Linked DNA regions of Sus scrofa: regions 2 and 3 are each linked to region 1. A link is a contact called in public HiChIP or PLAC-seq and promoter capture Hi-C data. All regions are on one chromosome and are shown on one strand. Each heading gives the region's core, a stretch centred on a gene start, on an enhancer-like site or on the middle of the called end of the contact. The rest is flanking DNA. Distances are from core to core; before and after follow the strand shown.

Region 1 (2,700 bases), core at 149-2,648:
CTATCTAGGGAGATAGTTATAATGCCATTCCTATACCAATTTGAGAATTAATCTAGACTGTTAGTAAGAAAATCGACCCAAAACCAATCTAAATTATGGTTTAACTTTAAAAAATAATGTACATTTTGCCCAACAGTACAAATCCACAAAAGTTTCACTTGCTATCACCAAGTGGTACAAAACTGAACTAGGTTAAAAGCCAAGGGAATAAGTGTGTTAAATTTAAAAGTTCAAGTAACTTATACTGTTGAATGAAAAACAATTTTCTAGGTAACTATCACTAAACAAGCAAGGTCCAAAATTACTCTAAAAAGTCAAAGTCATCTAAGCGACAAAACAAAGTCCAGACCAAAAACTCTAAAATGTAAAAATCGGTCATAAACATGGTTACCTAGAAAAGGACGAGGAAGAAAAATTTACCACGGAAAATCGAACACTCCTGATTGAGTGCAAATTCCAAATAAACTCCTGATATTAATGAGACAGAGCATTTTGCAGTAACAGGTACCTTTCTGCAAATGTTTGCAACTGCTCTACATACAAGAAGTTTTCCTATCCCTTTCCTCAAAGGTATCAGTCATCTTCAGATTAACGCCCAGATGAAATGCTTTCTGTTGCTCTAGAAGTTCTGTTCTACTTTGTTTCTCGGTTATTCTGAGTGCTCTCTTGCAACTGGAGAGCTGCTGAACCAATCCCGAGTAAGAAATGGGAAAGTACAAGAAAAGAGGCGACAGCTCTGCACCCCCACACGGAAAAGACTCAGAGCAGAGCGGCGGCGGCCCGGCCCTAGCTGCAATCCCAAAGGAAAGCAGAGCTTTCTAGGTTCCCAGCAACACGAGAGACAGCGTCTCCCTCCCCCGGCCCCCACGCCCCCACTCCGGGACTATCTAAAGACCAAGAACCAGAAAGTGGAGTCCACCCGCATTTCAGGGCCACAGAGCTTCCTGGGCAGGGATTCTCTCCCGTTACATAACTGGGGCCTAGGGCCCTGCTTCTGCAACCAGTCCTCTGGAGAGGCAAGACGACGGGTTCCGCAGGGACCCTCTCCGGGAAGTGGAAGCTGGGCTCTGCACCTGGTCGGCCCCGGAGAAAGAAGGGGGACGACTTAAGTGAGGCCGCGGCCAGAGGCGCTGGGGCACAGGGGGTGATGAGTGAGCCCAGTGAGGGACAGGGCGGCTCCCAGAGGCCCGCGGCAGGCCCCGGCGTCTCCAGCCCTAGTCCACTCCCCTCCCTTGCCAGCCAAGTCCCCACCGGCCACCCCCTCCCCCCATTCCGCGCTCCCCTCCCCCGCGCCTCCATCCCCCCCCCCCCCGCCCCAGCCGAGCAGCAGACGGACCTACGGAGTAAGGCCTCCGCCACCGCCATCGGACTGCTCCCAGCCCAGTACCTGGTCAGACATGGTGACGGTGACTTCACCCGGGGTCTCCGCACAGCAGCGGCCTCGGGTAGGCAGAACCTCGCTCCGGGGTTTACAAATCCGTCTCTCTTCCCCACAGCACAACACCGCGGCTGGAGGGACTTCCGCTACGCCTCGCGTCACTTCCGCTACGCGCTGTGGGGAGGGATAGGGAAAAGAGGAAAGGCGAGGCGGGAAAACGGGTGGAGGGGCTTCCCGGAGGCGGGAGGGCTGAGGGCGGCTTTAGTGGTGGCCGCGCGAGTGAATTAACGAGGCCCCCTCAGCAGCCCTGAGACCAGGCCCTGTGCCTCGGTCCCGAGCCCATCCCCCGGGGAAAAGTTCCAGGTGCCTAAGTCAGCGTTCGGAACCGTACTGACAGCCCCGACTCCTCCCTCTCTCTCGGACACCTTGCGCGTTTCTGAAGGCTGAGCCAAGATACTTCTATTGTCTCTCCCTGGCCTTGTTTGACAACCTCCCAAAATCAATTGGACTTCTTACCCTAGAGCTGTCATTTTTGGTTAACCAACCCTGGCCAACACAGAACCGTCATTAAACGAAATAAAACACCATCCCATTGGACACGATTTTGATGGCTATAGATGAAAACGGTGCTGCTGAAAAGTTCTAAACTGGTGGAGCTAATTTCAATACTTGAATTTGTTGCTTTGAGTTTAAGAATGGTCTGTCTATGAGGTCTTCAAAATATCGTGGCCCTACTGGCAAAAGCATAGAATAGAATTGAGATTCCAGAACAAATCAATAAATCTTCACACATCAATTAATTTTCGACAAGAGTGCCAGGATAATTCAATGGTAAAAGAAGTCTTTCAACAAATGTTAATGGGACAACTGGATATCCATATGCAAAAGAATGAATTTGGATCACTATCTCCCAACATTTGAAAAATTAGCTTAAAATGGATCAAGTCCTAAATGTAAGAGCTAAAACTATAAACGCTTAGAAGAAAACGTAGGTATGAATCTTCTTGACTTTGGATTAGGCAAAGGCTACTTAGATATGACACCAAAAGCACAGGCAGCCAAAGAAACATAAATAAGACTTCATCAAAATTAAAACTTTCTTTTATGTTGAAAAAACAACTTAAGGAATAGGAAAAAATGTTTACAAATAATATATCTGATAAAGGTCTAATATTAAAAATATGAAAAAGGACTATTATAAGTCAACTATAAAAAAAGAAATAATCCAATTTTTAAATGGACCAAAGATCTGAATAGAAATTACTCCCAAGAAGATATACAAATGGATTTGAAAAATGCTCAGCATCATTAGCCATTTGGGA
Region 2 (2,700 bases), core at 40-2,539, 560 kb after region 1:
CAGAAGGATCGGTGATCCTTGAGAAATTCTCGCTAGGTACTGCTTTCACCCGGGCGGAAAACGCGCTCAAGCGAGGAGTCTAGCAAAACAGAAAAAGTGAGTTGACGGCAAAGACAACCAGGGATGCACAAGGCCATCCCTAAGCGGTCATTTCAAAGAATCCCAGGGAAGGGAGAAGTGGGTAGAGGAAGAGAGTAAGCATACTTACTTTTTGTTGTCAGTGAAGAAGCGTGTCTGGAGCTGAGCCATGGCTTGCCTACAGAAACGTACAGGGTAACAGTTAGATAACCCGTGCTCGGGTCTTTAAGGCTACAAAAAGAGGTTGCTCAAAATTACACTGCACGTGTATATGAAAAACTGCAGTCCAACTCCGGGCTTCCGCTTTCCTTCCTCCGGCCTGCCTAGCCAGAAAGCACCACGAGGCTCCCCTTCCACAAGGCCCAGCCCACAAACATCGACTACCTATTCCTAGATTTAGGAGTCATCGATTAGTAAGGCATAGTCTTAAAGGCGACGTTTCCCTTTAATTTTGTTTGTATTTAAAAAATATATATATTTAAGCTTGCGCTCGATTATGAAAATACAGAGAGGCCTGATTCAAATCCGCTTATCCGCGCTCTCTCTCTCTCTCTTTTTTTTTTAAAGAGGCCATCCTTAGGCCCGATAATTCAAACACAGCTCCTAGATACTACAAACCCCAGAAAGCAGCGCTTGTCAGAAGCTGTACCCACTGGGAATTGTAGTCTTTCTTGCCTCTCTCCCCTAGGGATATCTTATTTGCATTAAACCTTCCCGACTCCAGCCAAATATCTATTATATTTCCTCTGCCATCAGCTTTAATTCACGAAAGCCTTTCCGGGCTTATCTGCTCAAGCATACTCCCAATCACACTTTCGGTCTACCGAGATTTTTCTTGGTGTTTCGCCACTAGCTTCAAGCTTTAGATCCAGGTGAGAGGAGGGGATACGAAAGAAAGAACGAATCAGAAGGGAAACGCGACGGTGGCTGATAGTGGTCTTATCTCGAGCGACTGCGCTGCGCGCTCCCGGAGGGGTGCGCCTGCGCACTGTGAGGGTCTCCATGGCGGGGCCTCGGAGCCAAGACGAGGTTGAGTAGACTCGTTTTGAATTTTCTTCCCTCTACTCCAGCACTTTTTGGACTTCCCTTCTCGCCCTATAGGGCGCTCGGCCGCGGTGGGACTGGGGGAGTCCGAGGTTTGGGAGAGCTGTCTGCGCCGACGGACGGGACACTACCTCCCAACCCCCCTTTCTTCCTGCTGCCTCCTCCTCCCGCCGCCTCTTGACCCGCCCGGTCCCTGAGCAACCGCCGGCCCCCGCCCCCTGCTGCAACCCGGCGTCGGTGGCGCCTTCAGCGCCCCACCTTGGGCGGTATTCGGGGCCCTATGTGTCGAGGCCTACTGCGCCCCGCCCGGGACGGGGTTCGCTGGAGAAGGTGGAAGTTCGTGTTTTTAGGAGGGTTTCAGAGCGCAAGGAAGAACCGCCTTGGATTCGGACCCCTGGGCTGGAGCGCCCAGTGTGTAGTCCCATGCGCAGCCCCGCGCCCCGCTTTTTAGAGTTCTTTTTTTCTCTTTAGGAGCCCCCTTTTAATTTCCTTTTAGAAGGAGAAAGGCGTCCTCCCACACTCTCTACGGTTTTTTACCTTTTCTTTCTTTTTTTTTTTTTTGAAGTCACCCAAAGGCCTAATGGTCCCGGGAATTATTCTAATACAACCGAGTTGTTTTTTTGAGGAAAGATGGATGGAGAGATACTATCTAGAAGGAGAAAGGCGTCCTCCCACACTCTCTACGGTTTTTTACCTTTTCTTTTCTTTTTTTTTTTTTTTTTTTTTGAAGTCACCCAAAGACCAAATGGTCCCGGGAGTTATTCTAATGCAACCGAGTTGTTTTTTTGAGGGAAGATGGATGGAGAGATACTATCTAGATTTCATAGTCGCTTTTTAAGGCATTCATTAGAGAAGCTCCAAGAGGGAAATTTAAAGAGACAGCAGTTTAGAGTAAGGCAGAACTGGATTGCAAAATTTTGGGAAGGGGTATGTGTGCAGGTGAAAACAACTAAAGCTCTCCTTGGTTACGTTGCTTAAAGATGTACTACGATTAAGTAGACGCCTGGTTTTTAAATCAATCATAGACTATGAGAAGGAATTTAAACAATTGTAAGCGAAAAATAATCTGTTATTAGCAGCAATGACAGTGAAATTAGGACCGTTTTCCGTTTACTCACCTTAGAATGTGGGTAGTGGAACCGGAATGCCTTATTTCGAATCCTGCCTCCGCTACTTAATAACTTCTCTGTGACACATCTTGGTCAACTGTGAGATTAAGTGCCACAGAGTAAATGTTAACTATTATTACCACCATTACCCTTTAGATACCAGGTGAACTAGAAGCTTTGACAACGTGAATAAGGACTAGCCTCATGATTAGAAGAGTAAAATGAAAAAACCTCTGTGCTGAGGGCCTAGGAAAGGACTAGACTTGCAAGTAGAATCCGTGGTCATTTAACCATGTGCATCATTGTAATTTTAAGAACTGTATGTCTTAGTTAGACCACCTGAAGCTTGAAACTTTTTTTCCTTCTTAATTGAAGTCTTGCTATTTAACCCATATATTTTGAATTTGGTAGAAGTAAAAAGAAATTTGACAGTTTCAAATATCATTTGCTTTAATCATATGTGATTTTT
Region 3 (2,700 bases), core at 96-2,595, 670 kb after region 1:
CCATGAGTGGGGTGAGTGTACAGGCAGAGGCAGAGAGACAAATGGGGAGGCTACTACAATAATCCATAAAAGATTTAGTAGTAACTCACATCCTGGTGGTAGTGGTGTAGAAAAATAGTTAGATGTGTTTTGAAGATACAGCTGAAAGGCTTAGTCTGAATGTGACATATATAAAAAAGACAGCGAGGATACTTGTTAGGTTCTAGGAGAATGAAGCAGCTAATTACTAAAACGGGGAATATGGCAACAAGGGTAATTTCTTCTCCTCCTGCCACTTCCAAAATTTTCACATGTCATTTCACAGGTCTGCTGGAGAACCAAGAGATTTTGAAAAGGCACAGTTTGCTAACAACTACCCCAAATTATTCAAAACTCTGCTACCTTAGGGAGCAATTGTAAAGGAATGAGTATGGCTGTTTTCCAACAAACTTTAAAAACAATGGAATTTGAATTTCATCTAATTTTCACATATCATGACATATTATTTTGATTTTTGTTAAGTTTTCAAGTAGGATGGTCTGCAAAACCTAAAATATTTTTTCTCTGTACACTTTGCCAGCTACTGATATTGATGGAAGGAAGATGGGACACTAGTGATGGTATACGGGATTTCATTATACTAGTTTACTTTTGTATACTGTTTGACATTTTTCACAATAAAAGTTTTTTAAAAATGTTTAGGTGTACTAATCTCATGCGTCTTTCCCCAACTCCTTAAGCACCTTTCCCCCTAAAGTGGTCTATAGCTAGTAAATGCAGTTGTTTTCCTTTCGTATCTTTTTTTTTTTTTTTTTTTTTTAAGAGCAAAGCCCTTTTAATTCTTTAGTAGTGATGAAACAAGCCCGTTGTGCTTGACACTCAGCGACAGCGGAAGTATGAGACACAAACACGATAAAGGATTTTGGGGTGCGTGTGGGAGCAATTGTCTGTTCTTACATTAGCGTACACTCTCAGGACCAATCCCCTTTTTACAAAAAGAAATCAAAATGAAATCCTCTTTAGTTATCACCGTAGGGTTCCCTGCCCTCCAATGATTCCCGGAAATGACGCCACGAGCCGAACGCTCTGTCTGCCCATCCCCGGCAGCAGCAACGGGTGGACGTAAGCACGTCGTCGGTCCTTAGTCTCGTTCAGCTCGGGGCCGACAGGAGCGCCCCACCGGGAACCGGCCGCCGGGTCTTCAGAAGCCGGGTCGACTGCGACTGCGCAGGTATGCTGGGGCGAGGCTTCAGGTCATCCCGCCCCTTCCCAGCCTTCGCAACCAATGAACAGCTAGTGCCCTGGGGCGGGTAAATCCTTAGAGGCCAGAATGATTAGCCGAGAGGAAAGCCCCTCCTCTGGCCCCCTCCCAGCCTCCCGCCCCGCCCCGTGCGGTCGCCGCCCCGCCTCCCTCTCCTGCCCGCCTGCTTAGCTGCGGGGTGACACGGGGCTTCGCTGGGGAAGGGGGGGGCAGGGAAGCAGATTAGACGGCCTGGCGGCGGCGGCAACACGACCCCCCAATGTGAGCGTGGTGAGGCGAGCGGGTCGTAGGGAAGAGGGGGCCGCGTGGCAGAAATGGGAGGGCCCAGGGTGTTTGGGGGTGAGGGCGCGGTAGAGAGGGGGGCGGCCGTGAGGGGGCGAGGTCGACCCGGATGCGGTCGAGAGGGCGTGGGTAGTGGGTCGCGGAACGCCAAGCTCGCGTTGCCCCTTTGCCAAAGCTTCTCTTGGCGGCTCGGCTCGCATTAAGTTTGCCTCCCTTTCTCGGTTGCCCGGGATGCGAGGAGGAAATTTAAAGGTCCCCAAAACACTCGGAGGTTTTCCCGAGGTGTTTTCCTTGCCGCGCCGGTGTTTTCCTTGTGCGCTCCTTAACTGGATGGAGAGGTAGCGAGGCCAGGTGGAAAGGTCGACTTTCACTCCCTGAGGATTGTTGCAACAAACAAACCAGAAATTCTTCCCCCTCCTCCCCACGCCCTGCCCTGCAACACAGCGACAAACATTCCCAAGAAGTTTTAAGAAGCAGCCTAGAGAATTCCAAGGGATTCTGTCTTTGAAATATGTCAGTATGTGTGCTTTTTCTTATGTTTATAGAAAATGTATGAGTGGGAACGGCGTTTTTGCTGCTTACTATCATTGGACACATTTTTTGTTATGAAAAATACTCATCTTTGAGTTCTGCCCAAGAGGATTCTGATTTTCTGTTGATGTGAAATATTGTATTAGCTGTGATGTTTTTCTGAAATACCAATTTCTGTGAAATCCGATCAGTTGTGAAAGCTTAGCCAGTTGTTTGTGGGCAGTGAAGAAAATAAATCTCTAGTTTTTATAAACCCATAATTGTTAATATGGCCTCTTGTTAAAGGGAATCTTGCATCTTTTTCTCTTTTACAGATTTATGTAATTGCCCAAAGACCACTGATGAATATATGTTGGAATAACTGCTGAAACTGAATCTTATTAACCAGAAAGCAGACCGTCCTTTGTTTCACTTCTTTTTGTTTTCCCTACTGCTTTGAGTTTTATTGTAACAGCTGAAAAACTTGGAAAATAAAATGAACATACTGTGGTCTTGAACACAATTTTTTTTTTTGAGGAAAAATTAAAGTGCCAGAGTGAAAGCCAGAATGGCATCCAGAGAGAGACTCTTCGAACTTTGGATGCTTTATTGTGCGAAGGTAACTACTTTTCTTTCTATTTCTAAGTTTTAAAATACTTTGTTATAAA

The links. Promoter capture Hi-C pulls out the DNA fragments that hold promoters and counts their contacts. HiChIP or PLAC-seq counts read pairs in DNA pulled down with a chosen protein or histone mark.
Region 2: a contact with region 1 is called in a promoter capture Hi-C map of liver, with 6 times the contacts expected there. The contact joins the promoter of WDR12 here to the promoter of SUMO1 in region 1. A contact is called at or near these places in 1 of 5 promoter capture datasets (liver) and 1 of 2 datasets of contacts at active chromatin or transcription factors (skeletal muscle).
Region 3: a contact with region 1 is called in an H3K27ac HiChIP or PLAC-seq map of alveolar macrophages. The contact joins the promoter of NBEAL1 here to the promoter of SUMO1 in region 1. A contact is called at or near these places in 2 of 5 promoter capture datasets (fetal liver and liver), 1 of 47 Hi-C or Micro-C datasets (heart right ventricle) and 1 of 2 datasets of contacts at active chromatin or transcription factors (alveolar macrophages).

Annotation. Positions count from the first base shown.
Region 1 is chr15:105,848,701-105,851,400 of Sscrofa11.1, forward strand. SUMO1 (SMT3 suppressor of mif two 3 homolog 1 (S. cerevisiae)) reads right to left here and starts at 1,399. Exons shown (of 5, transcript NM_001112676.1): 1 at 1,388-1,399. The coding sequence starts at 1,399.
Region 2 is chr15:106,409,434-106,412,133 of Sscrofa11.1, forward strand. WDR12 (ribosome biogenesis protein WDR12) reads right to left here and starts at 1,290. Exons shown (of 14, transcript XM_003133592.6): 1 at 903-1,290; 2 at 209-256. The coding sequence starts at 249. CARF (calcium-responsive transcription factor) reads left to right here and starts at 985. Exons shown (of 18, transcript XM_021075550.1): 1 at 985-1,107.
Region 3 is chr15:106,514,937-106,517,636 of Sscrofa11.1, forward strand. It overlaps NBEAL1 (neurobeachin-like protein 1), which reads left to right and starts at 1,346. Exons shown (of 55, transcript XM_021075109.1): 1 at 1,346-1,501; 2 at 2,368-2,651. The coding sequence starts at 2,601.